Linked DNA regions of Pan troglodytes: region 1 is linked to region 2. The links are chromatin contacts, called in public Hi-C maps. All regions are on one chromosome and are shown on one strand. The core of a region is the stretch at or near the end of the contact, and the rest is flanking DNA. Distances in the headings are between cores, read along the strand shown.

What was found. Hi-C and Micro-C count contacts between places; a contact is called where the count stands out from the background.
Region 1: a Hi-C map of stem cell-derived neural progenitor cells shows a contact between it and region 2, with 5 times the contacts expected there. The contact joins the promoter of U2AF1 here to the promoter of ERVH48-1 in region 2. A contact is called at or near these places in 3 of 7 Hi-C or Micro-C datasets (blood, induced pluripotent stem cells and stem cell-derived neural progenitor cells), 1 of 1 datasets of contacts at active chromatin or transcription factors (stem cell-derived excitatory neurons) and 1 of 1 other capture datasets (stem cell-derived neural stem cells).

Annotation. Positions count from the first base shown.
Region 1 is chr22:43,752,845-43,758,325 of NHGRI_mPanTro3-v2.0_pri, forward strand. U2AF1 (U2 small nuclear RNA auxiliary factor 1) reads right to left here and starts at 2,133. Exons shown (of 9, transcript XM_063803497.1): 1 at 1,886-2,133. CRYAA (crystallin alpha A) reads left to right here and starts at 2,217. Exons shown (of 7, transcript XM_063803499.1): 1 at 2,217-2,530; 2 at 3,779-3,953.
Region 2 is chr22:43,575,345-43,580,283 of NHGRI_mPanTro3-v2.0_pri, forward strand. ERVH48-1 (endogenous retrovirus group 48 member 1, envelope) reads right to left here and starts at 3,005. Exons shown (of 2, transcript NM_001309176.4): 1 at 2,753-3,005.

The DNA.
Region 1 (5,481 bases), core at 883-3,382, 180 kb after region 2:
AGAAAGCTTATTTAAAAACTACCTCAGAATGGGCAAGCCCTGGGCCTCAACAATTAATATCCAATTATTCCACACAATTAAACCACAGACAAGCTATTAGGATATCCCTGAATCTAGAAAACATCTATAACTTCAAACATATAATAAGCTAAACATTTTTTAATTGGTAGAGATCTATATTTTATTCTTAGCTTAAATAATAATTAAAGTTAATATGAACCATCCGCTTCATTTTTTAGGAGTTGATCCTGTTTCCTGGAAGCTAAAACCCCACGTCTCCCTGAAAAGAAAACACAAGTAACCTAGATTAAATAATCAACTTTCCTGAATTAAAACCATGACCTTTATAGTATAGCCCAATAGATTGAAATGTGGTTGCTTATAGCAGAAATATAGGGAGATAGACTTTTACAAGACAGAAGTCATGCCACATGCAAATATGAAAAGGCGAAATTAATGATGCCCCGATCCTACATGTGTTAGTTCTTCACCCTAAACTCAGAAGAGCCTCTTGTTCCGATAGAGCTGGTCTATTCATTCGCCAAGATCATACCGTGAGTTCCTTAAGGATAATATCCAAATTTTACCCATGTTTAAGTCTCCAGAAACTGACCTATAGTTGACCCCCACTAAATGTTTCTGGAGTGACTATAACTGGTAGATTTTGGCTTAAAATTTTGCTAGAAATATAGCCTCCTCATCCAAACAACACAGGAGATTCTACCATGTGTGAAGAGGACATTTTACAAGATAGACTCCATCCTGGAAAAGAGAAACATTTTAAATAGCGTTTGAAAAAAGTGGCATTAAAAACATCTATGACAAACTTAGGGGTTTATCACTGAAAACATAAAGTCATGTTAACTTTGTATGGCACTGAAGAATGCCAAGATAACTAAAGAGTAGATTAAGCCAGATGCTGAGTCTTTAGGTTTTCAAAGTAAGAATTATCCTTCAAACGTCTGAAAACATTCCATTTAGTCTAAACTACAGCCAACTCACTGGAAATTAGTACGTGCCAAGGTGGCAATTAAAGCTGAAATTAAATGTTTTGCTTTTAACCTAACGATTGATTAGGGAAGGCATGCAACCTTAAGGAAAAAATCAAAACATCTTTTTCCTTATATCAGAATTGTGTCTTCAAGAACAGTCACCGACTTACAAATTTTCAACTTAGATGATGGGTTTATCGGGGTATTAAAGGCATTTTCGATTCATGATGGGTTTATCGGAACGCAATCCCATGGTAAATCGAGGAGCACCTGTATGTTAAGAGCGGATCACGTCTCTTGTGGTTAGATAGTTAATCCAGTAGTCTCCACCATACTTTTTCTTGTCATATCTCCTTACTGCCGGCCCAGTGGTCGCTTAAACAGGCAAGAGGCTGGCTAAGTGGATAAAACACCAACGCTTAGGACCCTAAGTTAGATAAGCGACTGAATACTGGCGAGGCTGGTACCAGAGCTTGCTCGACAGGACATTCACAGCCGAAAGTTGGAGCAAACGTGTCCACGTCCAAAAGGCCCGGATGCTCCAGGCAACTTTCAGCGCGGCTCGAGGCGGCTTCCGGGAGCCGGCGACTCGGAGGCCCGGACGTCGGGCGATCAGCCAGTCCAGACCCCAAGGCCGGAGAAAGCTCGGCCGCGGCGCCCCGAAAAGAGGCCCCATTCATTCTCCCCGCTCCATTTTTCCGCCGCGCGGCCCACGAGGCGGCGGCTCCGGAGGGCGCGCAAGGGGCCGGAAGGGCCACCGCTCCTTCCCGCCGCGGGCCCCTCCCCCGCCGCCGCCGCGCCGGCCCGCCTGGGCCTCCCCGGTCGCCCTCCCACCGCCTCAACCACCCTGCGCCCCGATCGCGCCCAACCCCCGGCGGGGGGCTCCCACTCACTTGTCTTTCTCGGTGCCGAAGATGGAGGCCAGATACTCCGCCATTTCCCACCCGCCGCCGCCGCTGCCGTCGACACTGCTGCCGACGCCGCCGACCCTGCCGACGCCCGCGGGAGACGTCACCCGGACGCGACGACGCTCTTCCCCGCCCCGACGTGGCAGCGCTACCCAGTCAGGCGAGGTGCTGCCTGCGCGTGGGCGGGACGCATGCGCGTAGGGAGCACGTAGTGCGCGTGGGAGGCTCCGCCTTTTCGGTCCTGGGAACCCGCGCCCCCTGCCGGTGCCTTCCCAGCCCGGCCCTAGCTCTCTCGCCTTCTCGCCCGCCCGGCGCTGTCCCTGCTGGATCCTGCGCGCCGGGGACTGGGGGCTGGCAGTGCAGACCGAACCCGGGGCCGAGGGGCTTCTCCACAGAGCCGCCTGGGGCTCGGTGGGGGGCGCTCAGCTCGACCCCAGCTAAGGGAGCACTAGGAAGTGCGGGCGTCCCCTTCCCTGCACCCTTGCGGGGCGGGAACCGTCGACCTAGAAGAAAAAAAAAGCTGAGGCAAACTTGATATAAGTAGAGAGGTTATTTGGGCCAAGTTTGAAGATTGCAACCCGGGAGCATAGCTTCAAGCTGCCCTGAACATAGGATTTGCAACAGTGACAAGTGGGTTTATAAAGCTTAAGAGGGGGGCAGTTCTTAAATAGCTCACCAAGAATTTACATGAAAATAACAAGCTATTAATTGGCTGTACGTTGTTCTTTATATCATAATTCCAGGAAAGGAAGTTCATGGGTGAAGGCAGCGGGTCCGGAGCAATAGTGCCTTTAAACAATTGCCAGGCATGGGTGGGGACCGCTGAAGCCCCATAGACCTGTCTCTCCGGGCCGGATTAACCTCGCACGCCTCACATAGCTCGGACGCTCTGTGTTGTTTTTCTTTTCTCTCACCCCTCTCCGCTTTACCCTCCCTCGGCGCTTGCCAGGTGCGACCTCCCCGGGGCCCTGCAGTCTTGCAGTTGCCTGGCCAAGGCCACCCACAGGTGGAGCTGGAAGGCCAGTGACCTGCCTCTGGGATACCCTTTCAGTCTCCTCATGTCACAAGGCTGGAACCATTCCGTGGGAAGGGTTCTATTCCTCTCTCCTGCGTTTTAACCCCATCAAGCAGCCATTTTCATCTGGTTTCCCACATTCATCAACTCACCTGCGATTTACCTAATTTCCAACGCAACTATCAACTCTGATTAGGTAGAAGTCAGAGAGACAGGGCCTATTTTACTTACCTCCTCCACAAGATGAGCCCCAGACTGTGGGGCAGGACCATGGGATCCTCTTAGCTCGGCTAGAGCTGAATGCTGAGCTCTAGTGTTTGGGCGGATTTGCGTGTTAGAATTGCATTTCTCTTGGCAACAGAGCATCTTCCTACCTGGGAAAGATGAGCAAACTGGAAACCTGTATTAGAAACAGTAGGGCCTCGGAGGTTTAAACCAAAAAGTATCTTGAGACAGGGCTCAATCAGTTTAGAAGTTTATTTTGCCAAGGTTAAGGACAATGCCTGGGAGGAAAAAAAACACGGTATCACAGAAACAGTCTGTGGTCTGTGCTTTTCTCCAAAGATGACTTTGAGGGCTTCAGTATTTAAAGGGGAAAAGTGGGCTGGAGGGGAAAGCGGAACAGTGTGGTAATCCACACGTTGCAAGAGAAAAGCAGCAGGCCGGGAACAGTCGACTGTGTACAGCTCACTCCTCAGCAAATCAGCACTTTACATAAGAGAAGCGGATGTTGAACCTTCTATCTGTAGCCGTCTGCTTAGGAACGAAAGGAAAGGCAGCTGCTTACATGACTCAGCTTTCAGCTCATTCTTTTCCTTTTGACAGAGTGAACTGGGGTCCTGACTTTTGTGTTCCTTTCGCAGAGGTGAGGCCAGAGAAGTGACAAGACAGATGCCAGTCCAGCAGGTGGGCATGTCCAGAAAGTGCAGCCTCAGGACACGGTCTGGGAACAAAGACTGCTGGAGAGTTGGAAGCTGGCAAGAGGCTCTCAGCTGTGAAGTACCTGGGGTGGGGGAGAAGTGGTCGGAGAAAGCAGAGGTAAGGTCTGTGCGTGGGAACTGAACTGAAATCCACAGCTCTATTACAAGGAATTAATCTGGTTACTAGAACCAGGGTAGATGATCAGACCAGGGCCACCAGTACCATCCACCCATTTTTCCTGAGAAAAGAAAAATAGGGCAGTCTGAGCTCTGTGAGGTGTGCAGAATGATCAGGCCCAGAGAGGCCGGAGTGTGGGACTTCATTCAGCGCCTCTTCCACCATAGAAGCAACTGTCCAGGGCAATTGTTTGATGGAATTTTTCTCCTGACAGGCTGCCTCACCCATTATCTTCTTGTTCACATGGAATTAGTGATGCTAAGAACGATGCATAGCCAATCAGCACCTTCTGTTATTTTAATGCAAATTCTTGCTAACAACTTAGGGACTGCCTCTTCCTTTTCCTTAAAACCCCACTGTAACTGCTGCTAATGGGAACATATGTTCAGGGCAACCTAGGGGCATGTGCCCAGGGAGCCATCCTCAAGCTTTGGGCTCAAATAAACTCTATACTTAATCATATTTCCTGAATTTCATTATTTGAGGTTGACATTTTGGCAACCCAGATAGGACCTGAAGCAGGCCTTCAGGGATTGCCACTAAGTAGTGGCATCAATAGTTGGAGCCTTGGTACCAGCACAAACGACTGTTGTTTACTCGACCTCACTGGTGCTGGTAGGGGTCTCTGGTAAGGCCAGTCTTGGGATCTGAATCCTCCCAGCTTAGTCGAAGATTGAGACTTACACACTAATAATTTGATAGGGTTAGAACTGAAGCTCCACTGAAAGGTAGGAGTTTCCATTTTTATTCTCTAGAGATTCTGTTGACTGCAGATTTGTGATTTTCACTTCTGTCTGAGGTTTTGCTTGTCTTTTTACAGTTTGCAGCCTTTTCTCTCATTTGAAATTTGGTCAAGGAGAAAGTGTCATCTTTAAAACTGGCCATATTCTGAAACTTGGTTCAACTGACAAATCTAAACATTCTTCTTCTTCTTCTTTTTTTTTTTTTTTTTGAGACAGAGTCTCGCTCTGTCGCCCAGGCTGGAGTGCAGTGGCATGATCTTGGCTCACTGCAACCTCTGCCTCCTGAGTTCAGGCAGTTCTCTGCCTCAGCCTCCTAAGTAGCTGGGATTAGAGGCGCCTGCCACCATGCCCTGCTAATTTTTTGTATTTTTAGTAGAGTTGGGGTTTCACCATCTTGGCCAAGCTGATCTTGAACTCCTGACCTCGTGATCCCCCTGCCTCGGCCTCCCAAAGTGCTGGGATTACAGGCGTGAGTCACTGCGCTTGGCCACTTTCTTCTTTAGTGACCAAAATTCCTCCCCTTAGGCATTTTTGGTCATTCAGAAGGAAAATCTAAATTATGGGCACTTGTGCTTCTAAAGGAGACATCCATCTGCAGAGACGGCAGCTGGATTCGTGGACAATGCTTATGGTGCCACCTTCTGTCAGTATCTAGAAACATGGTCTCACTTAACCCATGAAGACCCCAGACTATAATAGCTAAAATGGGGTGCCTTTAAAATAAC
Region 2 (4,939 bases), core at 1,755-4,254:
GGATGGGGGATAAGGAAAGGTTGCATGTTTTAGGGTGGGAAGTTGCAGGAGTAGAAGAAAGTTAGAAGCCCTGGAGGGGTCTGGGTGGATGCGTTGGGTACTATGGGGAACGTGGGAGTGGAGAGTAGTGTGGAGTTTTGAAAGCATGGCTCTGCCTAGGAGTGGAGTTGGGCATGAGGGCAGGACTAAGAGTGAGTGAAGGAAAAGGCATGAAGGGAGCAGAAGGGTGGAGGGGGGCTCGGGATTTGGAGACCATCAGTTGTCCATCAATTCCCACAACAGAGACCTGGGAGGACTCGGTGAGTCCTGAAAAATTAGGTAAAGCAGAGTAGGTTGACTTGATATTAATTTTAAAAACACACTGGCCTACCTGCCGCTATCAGGGTTACCCTTGGCTCAGATGAGGCAATGGTAGTTGCCGGGTGTCCGTTCCAGGGCACTGTCAGTCTTCAGCGGCAAGGCGGATGAGATCGAGTAGGTTTTGGCCGGCTCAGGAAGGGATGGAGGCGGTCCTTGCAGGGGCCGCTCACAGTCCGACTTCCAGTGGGGTCCTCTGCAGAGGGGGCACGGCCTGGGGGGCTTACCTGGGTTTGGGCATTGTCTGGACCGGTGGCCTTCACTGCCACACTTGAAACAGGTGCCAGGTGGAGGTGGCTTGCTAGGAGGCTCCCGTGTGGAGCTGCGGCCCCGTGGGCCTGCAGGGCCCCCCGATGGCGGAGGCAAGCATTCGAAACTCTGCCTGTTTTTGCCTTTCACTTTCCTCATCACAATTATTAAAGGCTTTGAGGGCTAAATTGAGAAGGTCTCGTTGTGGGGTTTGAGGGCCATCGTCAAGCTTCTGAAGCTTGAGCTGGATATCAGGGATGGGTTGGGAGATGAACCGAAGGTTTAAGATAGTGGTTCCTTCTGGGCTGGCTGGGTCTAGGTTGGTATATTTTCTCATGGCTTCCGTTAAACAAGAGAGGAAAAAGGGCTGGGTTTTCGTCAGGACCTTGGGTGATTTCTGAAAGTTTTTCATAGTTTATCGCTTTATGGGCACACTTTTTGAGTCCTGCAAGGAGACACACAATCATGTGGTCTCGATGGCAGCATCCAAAGGCCCCATCTTGATAATCCCAGTGGGGGTCCTGGCTGGGGACTGCCTCTGTGCCAGCAGGCTGGGCGGCAGCTTGGTGATGAATTGTATCAGCATGTGCCTGAGCTAGGGTCCAGATACGGTCCCAGTCTTCTGGGGTGAGGGTGGAAGAGAGGATAATGTAGAGGTCATGCCAAGTTAGTTCATAAGACTGGGTAAGGTACTGAAACTCTCTAATATAAGAGGCAGGGTATTCTGGAAATAAACCGAGTCTTTTGTGAATTCAAGAGCGATCAGTGAGGGAGAAGGGAACATGAACTCTAATAAGACCTTCAGTTCCTGCTACTTCCCGAAGGGGGCATTCTAGCACAGACGCTGAAGTAAGGGTGGGGCATGGGCCAAAAGCAACGCCTGAATGAGTATAGGCGGGAAAGAAAAGCCGGAAGTGGTTCCTGCGGAGGGTTTGAAGGGGGAAGGGGGGTTGAGTTAATAGGCAGCAGAGGATAGATAGGAGCGGAAGGTGGCGGGGTGGGTTTACAGGCCTCAGGAGAGAGCAGTGGGGGAGGAGAATGGGTACAGGCAGTGCAAGAATTGTCCTGAGGAGAGGATGGTGTAGGAAAAGAAGTGGATACTCTTGGAGGCGGTGCTGGCTGGGAAGACAAAGAGGAGGCTTAGGGGGTTAAAGAAGACGGTTGAGAGTAAGAGGCAGGGGCTGGAAGGGGTGGGCAGCAGTTGGCTGGATCCAACAAGGAAAAAGAGTTAGGGTCAGGAGGAGAACGGCGATCAGGGCGGCGAGAATGGAGGGGGAGGATTTGAACAGGTGAGCAAGAGCAGAGGCCGGGTTGTAATCTGAGTGTGAACAAGGCCTGGATATAAGGAATTTCTCCCCATTTTTCCAGCCGTCAGCAATAATTGCTTAAGTCAGTTAAAATTGTAAAGTCGTATGTTCCATTTGTGGCCCATTTGGACCCACTGTCCAATTTGTACTGTGGCCAGACTGAATTGCAATAAAAGAACAAGGTCCTTAGAGGGATATCTTGCCTGAGGTCTGAGGTTTGCAGGTTTTTCATGAGGCAGCCTAGAGGGCTGTCCTTTGGAATGGAAGACTGGGAATTTTGCATAATGGAGGGTAGGCTCAGGAGAACGGGAAAAGCAGACCGTCCTGGACAGCCGGAGGGAGACGATAAAAGGAGCCTTTTTCATTCCCAGAATGGGATCAACTGGCTTAGAGTCCCCCTAAGACCAGATGATCAGCGAGTGCCTGGCACACACCTTAGCATTTTTTTTTTTTTTTTGAGACAGAGTCTTGCTCTGTTACCCAAGCTAGAGTGCAGTGGCGCGATCTCTGCTCACTGCAACCTCCACCTCCGGGGTTCAAGCGATCCTCCTGCCTCAGCCTCCCGAGTAGCTGGGATTACAGGGGCCTGCCACTGTGCCCAGCTAATTTTTCTATTTTTAGTAGAGACGGAGTTTCACCATGTTGACCAGGCTGGTCTCGAACTCCTGACCTCGTGAATCCAACGGCCTTGGCCTCCCAAAGTGCTGGGATTACAGGCGTGAACCACCACGCCCAGCCATGCCATAGCCTTCTTGGACCCATGTTGGATTTTGGGGCTGGAGAAACCAAGAGAGGCCGTGTGGATTTTTCCCTGTTAACTGGGCTCCCAGGAAACTTACCAGTAGGCGAGATCAGTGACCGATGTGCATGCACGGAGAGGCGACTAGAGGCTGAGGAGCTTCCTTTGTCCGGCTGCTGTGGCCTGCTCTCCCAGATGGAGGGGTGGTAGGTCCACTGGGGACGTGGACGGAAGCCCCTCGCGGGTTTCAGGGCCAGACCCAAGGCTCTTGCATTGGTTGGAACCCGGAGAGCACGCCAACAGACAACACGAGGCGGTGTGGAGCAACACGCTGTTTTAATAAGCGCCTGGATGCGGACAGACTGAGGCCTAGAATGGCATCAGCCCCAAGTGAGGAGGGGGCAGGGCTTTTATAGTTCTCTGTAAACAGGAATTGTCCCAGCCTGACGTGACTGCTATGTAGTACGCGGACGGCCTCCCCCTTGATCTTCAGAGAGTATGTGTCTTCCAGCCAGCTCTTTTCCTGCCTCTGCTATCTTGCTGCTGGTGCAAGTTTGCGCGTTGGGACTGGGCCTGAGGAGGAGGAGTCATTCATTCCCTCAAGCTTTCAGGCCCCTGGGAGAATCTTTCAATCAGGACTTCCTGAGGCGGTGTCACAGGTCCCTGCCCAACCTTGGCAAAATAAACTTTATAAATTAACAAGAGACCTGTCTCAGCCGGGCACGGTGGCTCACGCCTGTAATCCCAGCACTTTGGGAGGCCCAGGCGGGCAGATCACGAGGTCAGGAGATCGAGATCGTTCTGGCTAACATGGTGAAACCCCGTCTCTACTAAAAATACAAAAAATTAGCCGGGCATGGTTGCAGGCGCCTGTAGTCCCAGCTACTTGGGAGGCTGAGCCAGGAGAATGGCCTGAACCCAGGAGGCAGAGCTTTCAGTGAGCGGAGATCGCGCCACTGCACTCCAGCCTGGACGACAGAGCGAGCCTCCATCTCAAAAAAAAAAAAAAAACCTGTCTCAGATTTTCCACATTCACACCCGAAATGGTATCAAACTCCTGGCCTCAAGTAATCCATCTGCCTTGGCCTCCCAAAGTGCTGGGATTACAGGTATGAGCCATTGTGCCTGGCCTCAAGTGGGATTTTATTTTTTTAATTCTGAGACAGAATCTAACTCTATTGCCCAGGCTGGACTGCAGTGGTGCCATCTTGGCTCAGTGCAACCTCCATCTCCCGAGTTCAAGCGATTGTCCTGCCTCAGCCTCCTGAGTACCTGGGATTACATGTGCACGCCATCACGCCCAGCTAATTTTTTTTTTTTTTTTTTTTTTTTTTTTGGTAGAGATGGGGTTTTGCCATGTTGGCCAGGCTGGTCTCAAACTCCTGACCTCAAATGACCTCAAATGATCTGGCCTGCCTTGGCCTCCCAAAGAGCTGAAATTATAGGCATGAGCCATCCGCACCTGCCCACAAGTGGGTTTTTTGTTTTTTGTTTCTTGGTTTTTGTTTTTTTGTTTTGAGACGGAGTCTTGCTCTGTCGCCCAGGCTGGAGTGCAGTGGCGCGATCTCGGCTCATTGCAAGCTCTGCCTCCCGGGTTCACGCCATTCTCCTGCCTCAGCCTCCCGAGTAGCTGGGACTACAGGCGCCCGTTGACCACGCCTGGCTAATTTTTTTGTATTTTTAGTAGAGACGGGGTTTCACTGTGTTAGCCAGGATGGTCTCAATTTCCTGACCTCGTGATCCGCCCGCCTCTACTGCCAAAGTGCTGGGATTACAGGCATGAGCCACCGCGCCCCGCCTTAACAAGTGGATTTTTAAAGGAAAAATGAGGCAGTTGCTAAATTCCTCGCCAACAATTTACATTAAAATACATAAGCGATTTATTGGCTTGTTCTTTGTATCACAAATTCCACAAATTTAGAAACGTGATTGTAATGAGTGAAGCAGGTATTCAGGGACTACATGGCTAAACAATTGCGCTGGGCATGGGTGGAGGGCACGAGTGAAGTCCCGAGCTCAGGTCTCTCTGTGCAAGCCTAGCAGAGCACAGAACGCTCTGGGCTATCTTTTCACCTGGGGAATACTGTGGGCGGGACAAATCTGGGGGTATAGACAAGCTGGGGACGGCTGTTCCTCGCTGAGGGACTGACACAGGCAGCCAGTGTGTGAGCCCAAAGCTTCCAAGACACCTCTCAGCCAATGTGGAAAGTTTATTTTGCCGGGTTTACAGACGCGCCTGTGACAGCCTCAGGAGGACCCGAGGGCGTGTGCCCAAGGTGGTCGGGCA